2 separate regions of the Danio rerio genome follow, and region 1 is linked to region 2. The links are chromatin contacts, called in public Micro-C maps. All regions are on one chromosome and are shown on one strand. The core of a region is the stretch at or near the end of the contact, and the rest is flanking DNA. Distances in the headings are between cores, read along the strand shown. Region 1 overlaps mtmr10 (myotubularin related protein 10). Region 2 holds the start of ccnb2 (cyclin B2).

Evidence for each region. A called contact is a pair of places that touch in the nucleus more often than the background predicts.
Region 1: a contact with region 2 is called in a Micro-C map of caudal fin, with 2.9 times the contacts expected there. The contact joins the enhancer-like site here to the promoter of ccnb2 in region 2. A contact is called at or near these places in 2 of 18 Hi-C or Micro-C datasets (caudal fin and hematopoietic stem cells).

The regions. Positions count from the first base shown.
Region 1 is chr7:30,725,592-30,731,915 of GRCz12tu, reverse strand. mtmr10 (myotubularin related protein 10) reads right to left here. Exons shown (of 16, transcript NM_001077597.2): 10 at 5,179-5,309; 11 at 4,787-4,856; 12 at 4,594-4,664; 13 at 4,202-4,374; 14 at 3,920-4,051; 15 at 1,863-2,051. Among named protein-coding and RNA genes, the nearest start is that of mphosph10, 15 kb to the left of the region's middle. Within about 2 kb of position 1,870, at least 2 of the 62 cell types and tissues checked have an H3K27ac peak or open chromatin away from gene starts, as enhancers often do. A contact at or near this core is called in caudal fin, where this site is marked.
Region 2 is chr7:30,589,031-30,595,918 of GRCz12tu, reverse strand. It overlaps ccnb2 (cyclin B2), which reads right to left and starts at 3,185. Exons shown (of 8, transcript NM_199430.1): 1 at 3,096-3,185; 2 at 2,824-2,940; 3 at 2,474-2,740; 4 at 2,241-2,399; 5 at 1,166-1,402; 6 at 941-1,081; 7 at 351-461; 8 at 1-259. The coding sequence starts at 3,113. The coding sequence ends at 149. It also overlaps a transcript of rnf111 not described here.

The DNA of each region.
Region 1 (6,324 bases), core at 621-3,120, 140 kb before region 2:
ACTACTGAATATAGAGTATAAATCTGAGTTAATGATTCTTAAAAGGGGCAGTTCAAGCTAATATCTCATTAATATTTACTTACACTCCAGTGGTTCTAAACTGTCTTTCTTCTGTTAAACACAATACAAGATATTCTGAAGAATGTTGTCAAAAAAGCAGCCGGACTTTCAGTTATGAGGCGTCCAGTGTAGTCGAGTGCTCCGCTTGCTCCTGCAGTTTCACTTATAATCGTCTAACTAGACATCGTTATTTGCAGTTATAGGGTTATTGGCAGCTTTCAGAACTTATTGCAGTTAATTTAATTGCTCTGCCATGTCAAAAGCCAAAGGAAAATATCAGAAAAAGACAAGGAACTTTCGTTAACATCTAGCATAACAATGGCTGACATTAGCACAATCCTGAAGGCCCTGTTGAGCGATGTCTTCATTTGAGTCACTCGCTTCAACATTGGATAGCATCAATTCCACTGTTAACGATGCAGGCAATGTATTGGCTCTCTGGCAGCAAATGCCAATCTCGTTGACCAGCGACTGCAGCAGTTTCAAGAAACCTGCTTTAAAAAGCAGCCATTGACTTAAATAGAAACATAAAATAATATGGAATCAATAGCTGTTTACTCCTGCATTCTTCAGTATATCTTTCATTGTGTTGAACAAAAGAAAGAAACTCAAACAAGGTTTGAGTGGAGAAGAATTTTTATTTTTGGGTGAACTATCTCTTTAAGACCTGTAAATTAAAAAAAAAAAAAAAGGTGGTGAGTCAAATTCACAAACGATTGCAAATTTGATAATTGTCCTTACAATACTGATTTGTGCATTGGTCAAAAAAAGTTGTCAGTAGAAGACAATAATGGAACAGCAGAAATATAACTGTTCCCCAGAGTTTGCTGGTGATATAACCACTATAAGGTAAATCCTGGTATAAGTCATAAGTAGACCAGACTTTTACATTATGGCATTTTGTAAATATCTTTTTCAATCACCAAATTAAACCTTTTATGAACCCTTTATGAGCTTTTCTTGTACCATTTACGAAATGTTATGACATCAAATATGCTAAAACTGAATGACAACTCAAATCTTACATTTCGGTGTGTTTGTAGTTGTCTGATTTTGTGACGTATGTGGATACAAAAATGTATAATGACATTGGTCTGACACGGGTATTACAAACAGATACTGATTCATGAGTAAATAGCAACATGTTTCTCTTTTTCAAAAGACTAATAAAAAATACAGAAATTACAGAGTTTTATTGAGGAAAATAAAACTGCAGAATGTTTTTAGTGATGATTAGGTGATGTTTGTACAGTATTAAAACAGTTATGCCAATGGAATGTCCCCAAAATTCACAAAAACAAAAGTGTGTGTATGTGTGCGGCATGCAATAAATGACTTCTTCCTAAAATAGCAATGACTGACACTGTGGTAACCACAGCAACAATCTGCAATCTGGTGTGTTTATTATGCACAACACTGATATTAGCAACCAAACACTCATTATGTTAAAGCAGACCGCCAGTGCAGTGACAGAACTGTAGTGTTTTGTGGTTGTAGGGTTTTTTAGCAGAACATGCTGTTGCCATGTCCACTTTTGCTTTTCACTTAGGCTTAGCTTGATGCTATAAACAACCCAGTAAATAGTAAATAAAGTCTCATTTTCATTCACCTCACATACAAAAGTCAGACACATCCATGGTCAAATACATCATTAACAACTAGTTTTTCACCTGAGTTACATACACGCTTCCTAGAACTCTTCTGAATGTGGTTGTTAGTAATTGAATGAGAATGTCACTCTTCTTTGGTATAAAAAGGATTGACAACTGAAATATGCTGTGGCGTGGCCACAGGGAGCTCACCTTGCTGCGCCTGTGTGTGAAGGTCTTCACTGTGCCGTTCTGCAAACAGGTGGCGATCTTGCCCACGTACAGGGGATTATTAAAAAGAGTCTGGTCTTTGAGGCTGAACTGTTGAGACCAGTCCCACACTGGAGGAAAACGCAGAGCCTGGTCCTGCCCCAGGTGAATACTTTTACTGCTTGCAAAATCCTACAGAGAGAAAGTGGATGACAAACGAACCAAACCAGTCTAAATGTATATATTAAGACAGCTAATAATAAAACAATTATTATAAATGCTTAAAAGAATATGTAACACAGACAATACAAGTGGAAATTAGAGTACATATTTGCAGGTTATGTTTACTACTAAACTCTTTAAAGGGGTAGTTCCGTCATTATTTGCTCACCATACTCTATTTCTAAACCTGTTTAACCTTTTTTTTCTGTTTAACACAAAGAAAGATATAAAAAATAATGTTGGAAAGCAAAACGTTCTACATTCTATAATATATACAGTAGGTGAGGAGAGTTTTCAAACTCCCTTAAAGTTTTCACTCTGTGATATATTGCAGCCATTAGCTAAATCATTTAAGGTCATTTTTCCTCATTAATTTACACACAGCACCCCATATTGACAGAAAAACACAGAATTGTTGACATTTTTGCAGACTTATTAAACATGAAAAACTGAAATATCACATGGTCCTAAGTATTCAGACCCTTTGTTTTGACACTCATATATTTAACTCAGTCCATTTCTTCTGATCACCCTTCCTAGAGCTGGCCGTCTGGGGCAGAAAAGCATTGGTGAGAGAGGTAAAGAAGAACCCAAAGACCAGTACTGTGGCTGAGCTCCAGAGATGCAGTCGGGAAATGGGAGAATGTTGTAAAAAGTTAACCTTCATTGCAGCCCTCCACCAGTCGGGGCTTTATGGTAGAGTGGCCTGACACATGAAACCCTGCATAGAGTTTGCTAAAAAAAAACAAGCTCAAGATGGTGAGAAATAAGATTCTCTGATCTGAGGAGACCAAGATAGAGCTTTTTGCCATTAATTATAAGCGGTATGTGTGGAGAAAACCAGGCACTGCTCATCACCTGTCCAATAAAGTCTCAACAGTAAAGCATGGTGGTGGCAGCATCATGCTGAGGGTGTGTTTTTCAGCTGCATGGACAGGACGACTGGTTGCAATCGAGAGAAAGATGAATGTGGCCAAGTACAGGGATATCCTGGAGGAAAACCTTCTCCAGAGGGCTCAGGACCTTAGACTGGGCCGAAGGTTTACCTTCCAACATGACAATGACCCTAAGCACACAGCTAAAATAACTGTGGCTTCACAACAACTCTGTGACTGTTCTTCAATGGCCCAGCCAGAGCCCTGACTTAAATATTACTAGTCCTTATTATTCAGACTCTTTGCTTAATTGGGTTTAAGTTTTTCTTTTTTTAATAAATCTGCAAAATGTCCACAACTCTGTGTTTTTCTGTCAATATGGAGTGCTGTGTGTAAATGAATGAGGAAAAAACACCTTAAATAATTTAACAATAGTACAAAATAATATAACAAAATTTAGTAGTACAAATTTTTAAAAATTTAAGGGGGTCTGAATACTTTCCATACCTATTCTATTTCTTACTCTTTCTACGGATGTCAATGGCTGCTGGTTTACAACATTGATTGAGGGATTTTGTATAGGAGAAAATTGCAAATAGTAAACAATTTTGAATATATTTTTATATTTATATATTTATAGCTACTTTTTAACTTATGGTAGAATTATATTAATGTTGTATTACCAAACACTTTTGCCGCCATTTAAGGTCAGGGACAGGTTAATGAAATCATTAAGTTTAAAAAGAGTTAACTGTTTGGAGTATGATCAATGGCGTTATTAGTTACAGATGTAATTACATGTAGACGTATTTTTAAATACAAGTACAATGTAAACACATGCATGTGCACAGTAAGTGCATTTTTATACGATGATGAATTAATCAGCAAACAAAGATGGTATATGATGGAATAAAGCTGTAATATAATTCTATAAAAAGAATTGTCAAAACATAAGCATCTAACCCTGCTGTGCTCTGCTCTTTGTCGCGGGCAGTTAAAGAGGAAGGTGCTGAAAACAGGGACCCACATACTGTCCCCCAACACTGTCAGGTAGACCTCAGTGAACTCAAACGCTGCTGGATACTGATTCCACAGCTGCCACACACAGTCGAGGAACAGCAGAAACAAAGGAGACTGCAGAGAGAAATAAAACACCTTGAGTTCACACATCTGAAAGCCCCTTTATAGATGAACAAATATGATGCTGAAATACATTTGATATACAGTATATATGCGCTGCACTACCTCCTCTTTATCACTCTTCTTCAGATGGTTGCAGCGATCCAGGAAACGATGCCCAGCCATCACCCACTCCTTTTGAATCAGAGCCTGGAAGCCATGCAGACTCCTGCAGTGTGGATCACACATCAGCTGCACCAGACTGGAAATCACACAGCTCAGGTCCCGGTCCTCCTTCTCTGCACATGCAAACACATATAGACAAAATAAGACTTAAACGGATTACATGTTTGTCTTTAAGTAAGTTCACTCAGTTATGAAATGTCTGTCATCATTCCCTCATGTCATTCCATGGTTAAACTAAGATATTTTAAATAAACACTGAGAAGTTGCAAGTACAAGTAACTAAAATATTTATCATATACATCATAAATGTGTGTGTACAAAGTGCTTCTTACCAAGGAGTATGACAGACACATGCCTGCTCTCCAGCATATAGACTACCTCTACTGCGTGCCGCAAAAATGTCCTGTTAAACGAAAAACATACCACAACAATCTCAAAACTGTTGAGGCCTAAATAAACACCTAAGCATGCAAAAACAGAAACCATTTCTGGCAGAAGCTACTACTGAACACTCCTCAATCATACCTGACATACTCCATCCATCTTGAACTCTCTAAGGATGAAAGCCATTTCTCTTCAGACTCCTCAAATGACTCTGCATATTTATACAAAAGTGAGCAAAAAGGCACATTAGAGCCAGAGTGAGGCAGGAGGCAATAAACATATGATTACACCATCAGACAGCTTAGCTTATTTGGAACATTGTATAGACCTAAGCTATGTTTTAAAAGTGTATTTCCAGCTAACATGTTTTCAATGGCACCAGGAAGCAGTATGTGGGATTCCTGAAATAACCAAAAACATTCCTGGCCCTTACTGTAGCCCAGTGTTAAGCCTGAGAGGATTTCCTACAGTTAAAGTCTTATTTAGTTGAGTGTGTGCCGCAGTCTTTCCTTCTCCAAAAGTGTATTGATTACCTATAACGCAGATCTGTCGCAGTTTAAGAAGAGCAGCTTGAATATCCTGGATGTTGGGGAGGTTTTTGTCTAAATCCGACTTGAAGACATCACTGCGCAGTGGGTGGCTCTTAGTGATGGCACTGGAAATCCTGCAGAAATAGAAAAGTTTTAACCACTGCTTACTAAATAATAAAATACAGACTCTGACATCCGGCATCTATGGGTCTGAGCAGATTTGGCATGCCTACTAGGCTCAAAAGCCAAAAGATCTGAGATGAGCAAGCAAAGATAATCACAACATGGCAACATTTTCAACAGCAGAGAAATAATATTTGGGAAAATAACTCTCGAGAGTGCTTCATCAAATATATGTATTTTTAGAAAAGAATTATTACTGTTTTATTTAAGGAACACTTAAACAAAACACTACAGTTAAAGAGTTGTTTTACCGTTCTTTTATCCATTCAGCCAATCCCTTTTAGCTTAGCATAAATCATTGAATCGGATTAGACCATTAGCATCTCACTCAAAAAAGTCCAAAGAGTTTTAATAATTTTCCAATTTAATTCTAGACTCTTCTGTAATTACATTGTGTACTAAGAAAGATAAGCAATCTTCTAGGGCAGGGATTCTCAACTGGTGGGCCAAATAGAGAGCTTCAGCTATACTGCAGGTGGGCCGAGAGATAGATTAAAATCAACTCTCAATATTATAGTATAATTTTAGAATTTCATCATTAATAGCTATATTAAAATGGTTGAAGTAATGCACGTTCTCCTGTTCTCTGATTGCTTACTGTGCGTCTGCAACTTGTACACGTTAGTCTGTTCATTCACAAACTACGCTTGAAGTCAAAGGGAAAGTCTCTCTTTGCGTGAACTATTTAACATATCCACATAGTTGTCCAAATTAATGTCATGTGAGTGTTTCATAACGGACACGTTTTCATAACGGAGGCTCAATGATGTTTCTGCCATAGAATGTAAAATAAACTTGTATATGAGCTTCAGACGTGCTCTGGTTGATGCGTTTAACTGTATTTTACATTTGTCTGTATATTTTTGAATAGTAGATATTAAATAGTTTATAATAAGTCAGTCTAGTTTAAAGCAGAAGCTGGTCTTTTGCAATCTCCCTGTTGACCTGTGGTTCTCTTTGAACCTG
Region 2 (6,888 bases), core at 1,936-4,435:
TCTTAAAAATGTAATCTCCATAAAAAGTAGAAAGTGTTTTATTTATACAGACAGTATGTACATCAGTTTAAAAGCAGCAGTCCATCTCTCACAATGGCTGAAATAAAAATAAAGTGCAGGTTTAGTGTCTGTTCCCTCACGAAAGACCTCAAGAGCTGGGCATCAAAGGAGCGGCCAGATCCTTCACCAGTGAGGACTTGAGCTGTGGAAGCAGACTGATCTTCATGAGTCTGCTGCTTGCGTATTTCTTCCTCACCGTCTGTACATACACATGATCATGAACAGAATATCCAGCAAATTAAAAAAAAATAAAAATAAATAAATAATAATAATAATAAGATGGTGCCTACCAGATGCTTTGAGAGCCCTTCATTGACCATAACCACATTTTTGGCAATAAGCTGCATGATGGGCTTAAGGTGAGCCTCATCATAGGTGGAGTAGTGTTGCTGAGTTGATGACTGAAAGAGGGGGAAAGAAAAAAAAAAAAAATTCAATAGTAAAGGGGCGAATAGCCATCTTTTATCCATGATGCTTTGCTTCAAATACAACTTCCATTAGACAGTCAATTAAGAGTCTAAATAAAACCAGGTAAGAGGTAGCATTTTCCACCATTCACTGGTCAAATAGTATAGGAAACTTTGTATTAAATTACATCCAGCAGATCATTATGCTGAAAAATAATAATAATTTTGCTGCAGAAAGACAAAAAAAAATGAGAATGCTTTAGGCATAATGACACTATGGCCATGACAAAATGCCAAGTGTAACATTAAATTTTCATAAAAACCTTAAAGCTCAAAGCCAAACATGCCTTGCTTAGCTTTCACTTATTTGTAGAGCAAACTTAAAGTATGAAATGGTTTAATTTCAAGTTTACAACTGAAACTCACAGTTCATAAAGAAAGTCATGTGCAGGAAAAAATAAATAAACATTTACCCATTTCTGTCCATCAAGCACTAGTTGAGAGAGGCAGAGAGCAGCAGCTGCAGTCTCAGATGGGTTGTAGTGGACCATGTCATAGTCAAGTAGTGTCAGTTCAAGAAAATATTTAGCAAGTGTGTGCTTCTCCGCATCCGCCTTGAAATCAGATGGAAAAAAGGCAAGCGTTATCTTCTGAAGATCACACAAATTCCATCAGGGATCACAAAAATCAGCACTTACATTCCCAGCCTTTGAAGCTCTCCGTAAGAAGTGCAGAGGCAGAGGACGGCCAAGCTTAAAGTTCAGCCCGCTGAGCATTAGCATCTCCATCTCACGGATCTGAGCTTTTGTGAAGGCATCATCAGCGATGTAGGCGAAGTCCCCAACCATTGGCACATACATTTCTTCATATTTACAAGCAATCAACATGGCAGTGACACCCACCAGCTGAAGTTTTCTACGGGTCACAGGCTGAACCTAGGGATGAGAACAAATAGGGGGCTATAACAGCTTCCACCTAAAATTCGTATTTCTGGCCATTAGGTGGCTAGAGAATTAGCAGAATGTTGAATTCAAAATACAAATTGCTGCAAAGTAAATTAAAACTTATAACAGGATCACAGAGAAAAATTTAAACAAAAATAAACTGAAAAAAAAAGTGATGAAAAATAGTGTAGAATGAGCAATCGTTTACAACTGTGAGAATAATAATAATAAAAAGAAGTGACAAGATAAATTCTGGATGGATTTTAGCCTAGAAAACAAAATAGTTGACAGTTATCCAAGAATCATCATGCACAGTCACTTGGTTAAGGCCAACTAGGACTTAAACGGGTCTAAAAACTGCTGTAGGTGTGTTGATCTCCACCAAAGTGGAATGATTTAAGGAATGACTAGTCAATATATTTATGGATCCACAAACAGATGAGGTAAGGATGTGGTCAAGTTAGAGGAAGGGGAGGGTTGTTTTTAGATCAGATACACCTTCAGACGAAGAATATATGTTTTTATTATATCTTAAATTTCCCACTTAATTTATTCACATTTACCCCTACAGTCACAGTAATGTAAAAACAGTAGTTGTACAGAGTATTATTTTTGTTGTTTATTAAAACAAACCAACAAATTGTATTTTATTAACACCTTCACCACCCCTACAGTCATAGTACCATAAAAATATTAATTATTGTTATACTGCGTTACAAATATGCTATATTGAAGTGCTCATCAACTGTATCCATCTAGACTTTACTAGAGGGGGAAAAAAGGTTTAACCACAAAGCCAAATATAGCTTTAGCAAAACCTGATTCTTACCTGGAGGAAGCGATCAAGAATGGCAACAGTCATGTACAAGGTCTCCTGCAGCAGCTGAAATCTTGAGTGCACCTGAATCAGCCAGTCAACCAGGAGAGCCCGCATTCTCCCATTGATATCATATCCTTCCATATAACGGGGACGGACAGACTGCTGACCCTGCAACCAAAGCACAGCTGTAGAAAGCAAGAACTTTCACAAAATGTGCCACATAAATAAAAAGCCTCATGTACCTCAAGGCGCCTCAGATAGGAATAAATGTCCTTAACATATTCAGAGCACAACTGAGGCATGTCAGCATCTCCTTCGTCGATGTCGTCTACTGGAAAGAGGCTGTTGGAAAAGGCTTGACACAGTTCCTCTTCCTTCATGCTCACATCAGCTTGAGCAGGAGGCACAGTAGCGGCAGGCTTTGGGGCCTCGTGCTGGACCTGGGCACTTTTGGGGTGCACGACAGCTGACCGGCCAGTGGGTTTTACACTTTGCATAGGTACAACCTTCTGTAAAAAGGAAACAAAGGAGTGTGGCAGCACGTTGTTGTTTACGTTCATAAGCTGCTTGGTGCCAAATAAAAGACACGAACCTTTGTCTGAACTGGTTTGTGGGAAAGATTAGACAGTTCGCCAAACACTGGTCTTCTCACTGCACCGCTTACTGGTCCACCTTTGGCACCGACGTAAATGGGATTGCTTGCATTGCGCTGTGTTAAAAACATATATACTTAAAACAAGAAGTTTACATACAAGCCATTTCAATACAAACATTAGCATGCTAGGATAACAACAGTAACGCTGTTTGGATGCTACACATCGAAGAGGTTACGCGCAAACGCTCTTTTCTTCTCCAAATACTCACCAGAGCGTGCATTTCCATGATGAATATTCTTTTTGGTGATGCCTCGGTTAAATTAAATAAAAAAATTTAAAATGCCGTTTAGCTTTGTTTGGCGTTTCTCGTCCAACTCAACTAATAACAAGCCGTGCGTATACAGTACAAAGGCCTGCTGGTGATTCAAATACCGCTCTGCGTTCTCTGATTGGTCACTGGCTCGGGAAATACTAGAGTTCGATTGGATGAAAAGAGAGGCGGCGCTTATCAATCATCCCTCATCTCCGGTTTCACATGTAGCTCTGTCTGTAATAAACGTCATTTATTCATCCGAGAACGATTGAAGTTGTAACTGCAAGTAGGCTAGGGATCATAGACTGTAAAAAAAATAGGGATAAAGTATAATATGATGTTGACACTGTTCCAAAAACCATTGCTATCTAAAGACAGGACATATAAAAAAAATCAATGTTCTCATCATCAGAGAAAGTTGGAAGGCTTGCGTATGAATACCCCAAGACCTAAAAATGATTGTAAAATAATTGTTAAACACAAACCTCATTCTTATACCACATGTGAAATATTTTAATTGGCAAAAGAATTGTGAATAAAATAAGCCTGCAACAACGCCTCTTTATTCTGTGAATCACAAATAATTTGAAAAGTTACAGAGTATAAATATTATTTAATAAAAAAAAAAACAAAGTTGACCGTGACATTGACTTAAATTTTAGGGGAAAATTGCCATCTGGTGATCAAAAAAAAAAAAAAAAAAAAAAAAAGTATATTCTTTCTGTTCGCCTCAAAAAAATATGGGTTGGAGCCAAGGTAGAGTTCAAAGTAATCATAGATTTATACATTTGTTTGTTTGTTGATTTAAGTTTGGGACAAATTAAAACTTTTAACTGCCTTTTAAGGCAAGTGACTTTAAAAAAGTTAAAATACAAATTAAGGAAATTAATTAAGGAATTAAGGAAACAGTGTGCTGTAAAAGAAAAGTACTTGCTGAGTACATGCTGCCTTAATCTGCTGAAGTGCACACTTTAGAACGAGATTTTGGTAAACAGTTTTCACTAGTGTAAAATCTAAAATAAATAATATCAAAGAAAACAAATACAAAAAGGACTAAAATAGATTAACAATTCATGAAGTAAATCAAATAATCAATAAATCAACACCATATCTTTAAATGTGTGTAATTTAACATTAAACATTACAAGAATTTAAATATAAAATATTCCAAAAAAATATATTCCAAACTATGTTTTATACATTTTATAATGTCATTTTTTAAAGGTATAAACAAGGCGCCTTGTACAAGGATGGCCATATGTAGGAAAACCCTCGGTTTAGATTGTGGGCTGATAGCCTACATAAAATTAACACATAAATTACTATATTTGTAATGGATTTGTCACTTTTAACTTCTGAAAACTATAAAAAAAAATGAAAATATTGATTTAAACATACGGTTGTTGTTATTATGGTCAGTTATTTATATCCTTGTTTACAAATAAGCTACACTTCATTGAAAATGTGTTGCACACATAGATATCACCTTTTTGGAAAGGACGATGCTGTATAACTGCAGGTAAACTACTGTCCACCCTATACACTAAAAACTTTTCTTATTTAGACTGTAATGTCATAAAGTGCACTTTTTGTAAAGCGGCTTTGGAAGGATAATTATTTTGAAAGGTATCATTAATTGTTTTTTGTACGTATTATTAAATATTGCTTTACAAATAAACTTGAATTGTTTTCATGCAAACATTTACATTGTTTATATATAAATAACAAAGCAACACAAATCAACAAACAAGCTGATAGTGTACCTTCAGTTTACATTCATATTCATGAATACACGTGAGTGTTACCACATTCTGCCACTAGAGAGCGCGAGCCGACCAACTCTCTGATACAACACATCACATTGATCAAGAAAAAAAAAACACATACACATAATAAAATATCAGTACATATTCACAAGATTCGTCGATAAAACAATATAATCATTAATGGGTTTATCTATCTAATTTGCAACGGCCTTCGGGGTTGTTGTTGTTATTGTTGTTATCTCGACAAGTCGTCAAGGATACGGGGATGTCGTAAAATGTCGAAACGTGCGTGCGTGTGTGCGCGCTCGCGTAGCAGCAGTGCTGTTCGCATACACATACACACACATAGCAGCGCTCTAATGGACGCCGCGGATAGGCAGGAATGGGGACTCGCACCCGAGGGCAAACGGCGAGGAATACGTGTCATATATAACCGTTAAATAAAATGTCCTCGCGCTACGTTTAGTCCGCCGTGCCGTTTAACGCGTGATTCTGAAAGTCGCGTGAGTATTCTCGTAGATTTAAAGCGGAATCGTCGAAATCTCCGTCAGTTAGCGGGGAGGCTAAAGCACTGGGCCTCTCTGTTGGGTTTGTGTGTGTGACTGTCAGTTTCACACAAGCCTCCGCTGACGTTCACTCGCTTCCCCAATACTTTTCTACTTCTGTCGTCGAAAACCGTACCTTGGAAAGGGGGTAAAGTCAGCGAGGGATAGTTTTCCGTTTTGTATAGAGGTAAGTGGCGCTGTTTACGCCTGTTTTAATGGTTGATTTTAATTGGTAGGAGCTATTGTTTGACTATCTGGAGAGGCTAATAGCCCGCTGCTAGCAGTTTTAGTACAGAGTGTGTGTTTGTCCCAGTACACCCAGGCCCAGTGGGCTACTCATACACAACATCAACGGTCACAATTGGTGTAAACGTGCTTTTGGTGTTATTTCTGGGATGTGTTTTTACATTCTGTAATGCTGTCAGCTGATGTGTTAATTAAAGTGAGAACAACAATAGCTAAATGCCATAGGTGTCTGTTCCCCCTTGTTTATCAGTTACTCATTGTCTTTGTGTTGTGATTTACGGGGTTATTATTGGACCAGATGTTGATTTTATTACTGGAAATAAAAAAAATAAAAAACCCAAACAGATTTTGTCTGACTATTTTAAGACGTAATTGGTCAGCAGCTCTTGTTGTCTATTGACCAGCCAGCTGGATCAGATTCCAGCCTTTGAATGTACAATAAAATTTTTTATGTTCCCCCTCTGGGAGCATGACATATGTGGTGTTGACTGTCATAAATCAGTGACATCTGATATAAAAGCGATTATTAAAGTCACCATGGCTCACACCACTGCTGTTTTGTTCACAACATCTTCTGTTTCACTGTGTACTTCTGCCGCCAGAGACAAATCTTTACACACAGGAGGAATGCTGCTGCTTTTGCTCTCAAATTCAAATCGTTTTTCCAGTTTTGAAAAAGCTATACATGGCATTTGGCTTAAAGGCTTATTAAAAAGATGATGTCATCTGCCATAGTGAAGTACTAATTTGTATGTATTACTAATAATAAACTCCTACAGCTTTCCAACATAAGATGTCATGTCTGATGAAGGATTTTTCAGCCTCTGTTTGAATCTTCACAGTGTTTCCTAGCTATGAGGAGATGGTTGTCTCCGGTACGGTAGTTTGTATTATGTTTTTGTTCTTTTTGAACTGCAGAGTAATTGAAAGGAGGATTTGGGATTGATAATGGGAAGTTTAACATGTCGTAAAACAGAATAAGGTTTTACTTCCACATGGAAGTATGCACAGCACTGTGTTTCCAGCCATTTTGATCAGAAAATTTTTAATCAAAGTTTTTTTTTTTTGCCATTGCCAACACCCCCCACAATTCAAACTTGAAAAAACAATAACTATTCATATTCGTCAAATAGCAAAATTTAAATATTATGTTTGCTTATTTTATACATAGAATATATAGACCATTTTGAC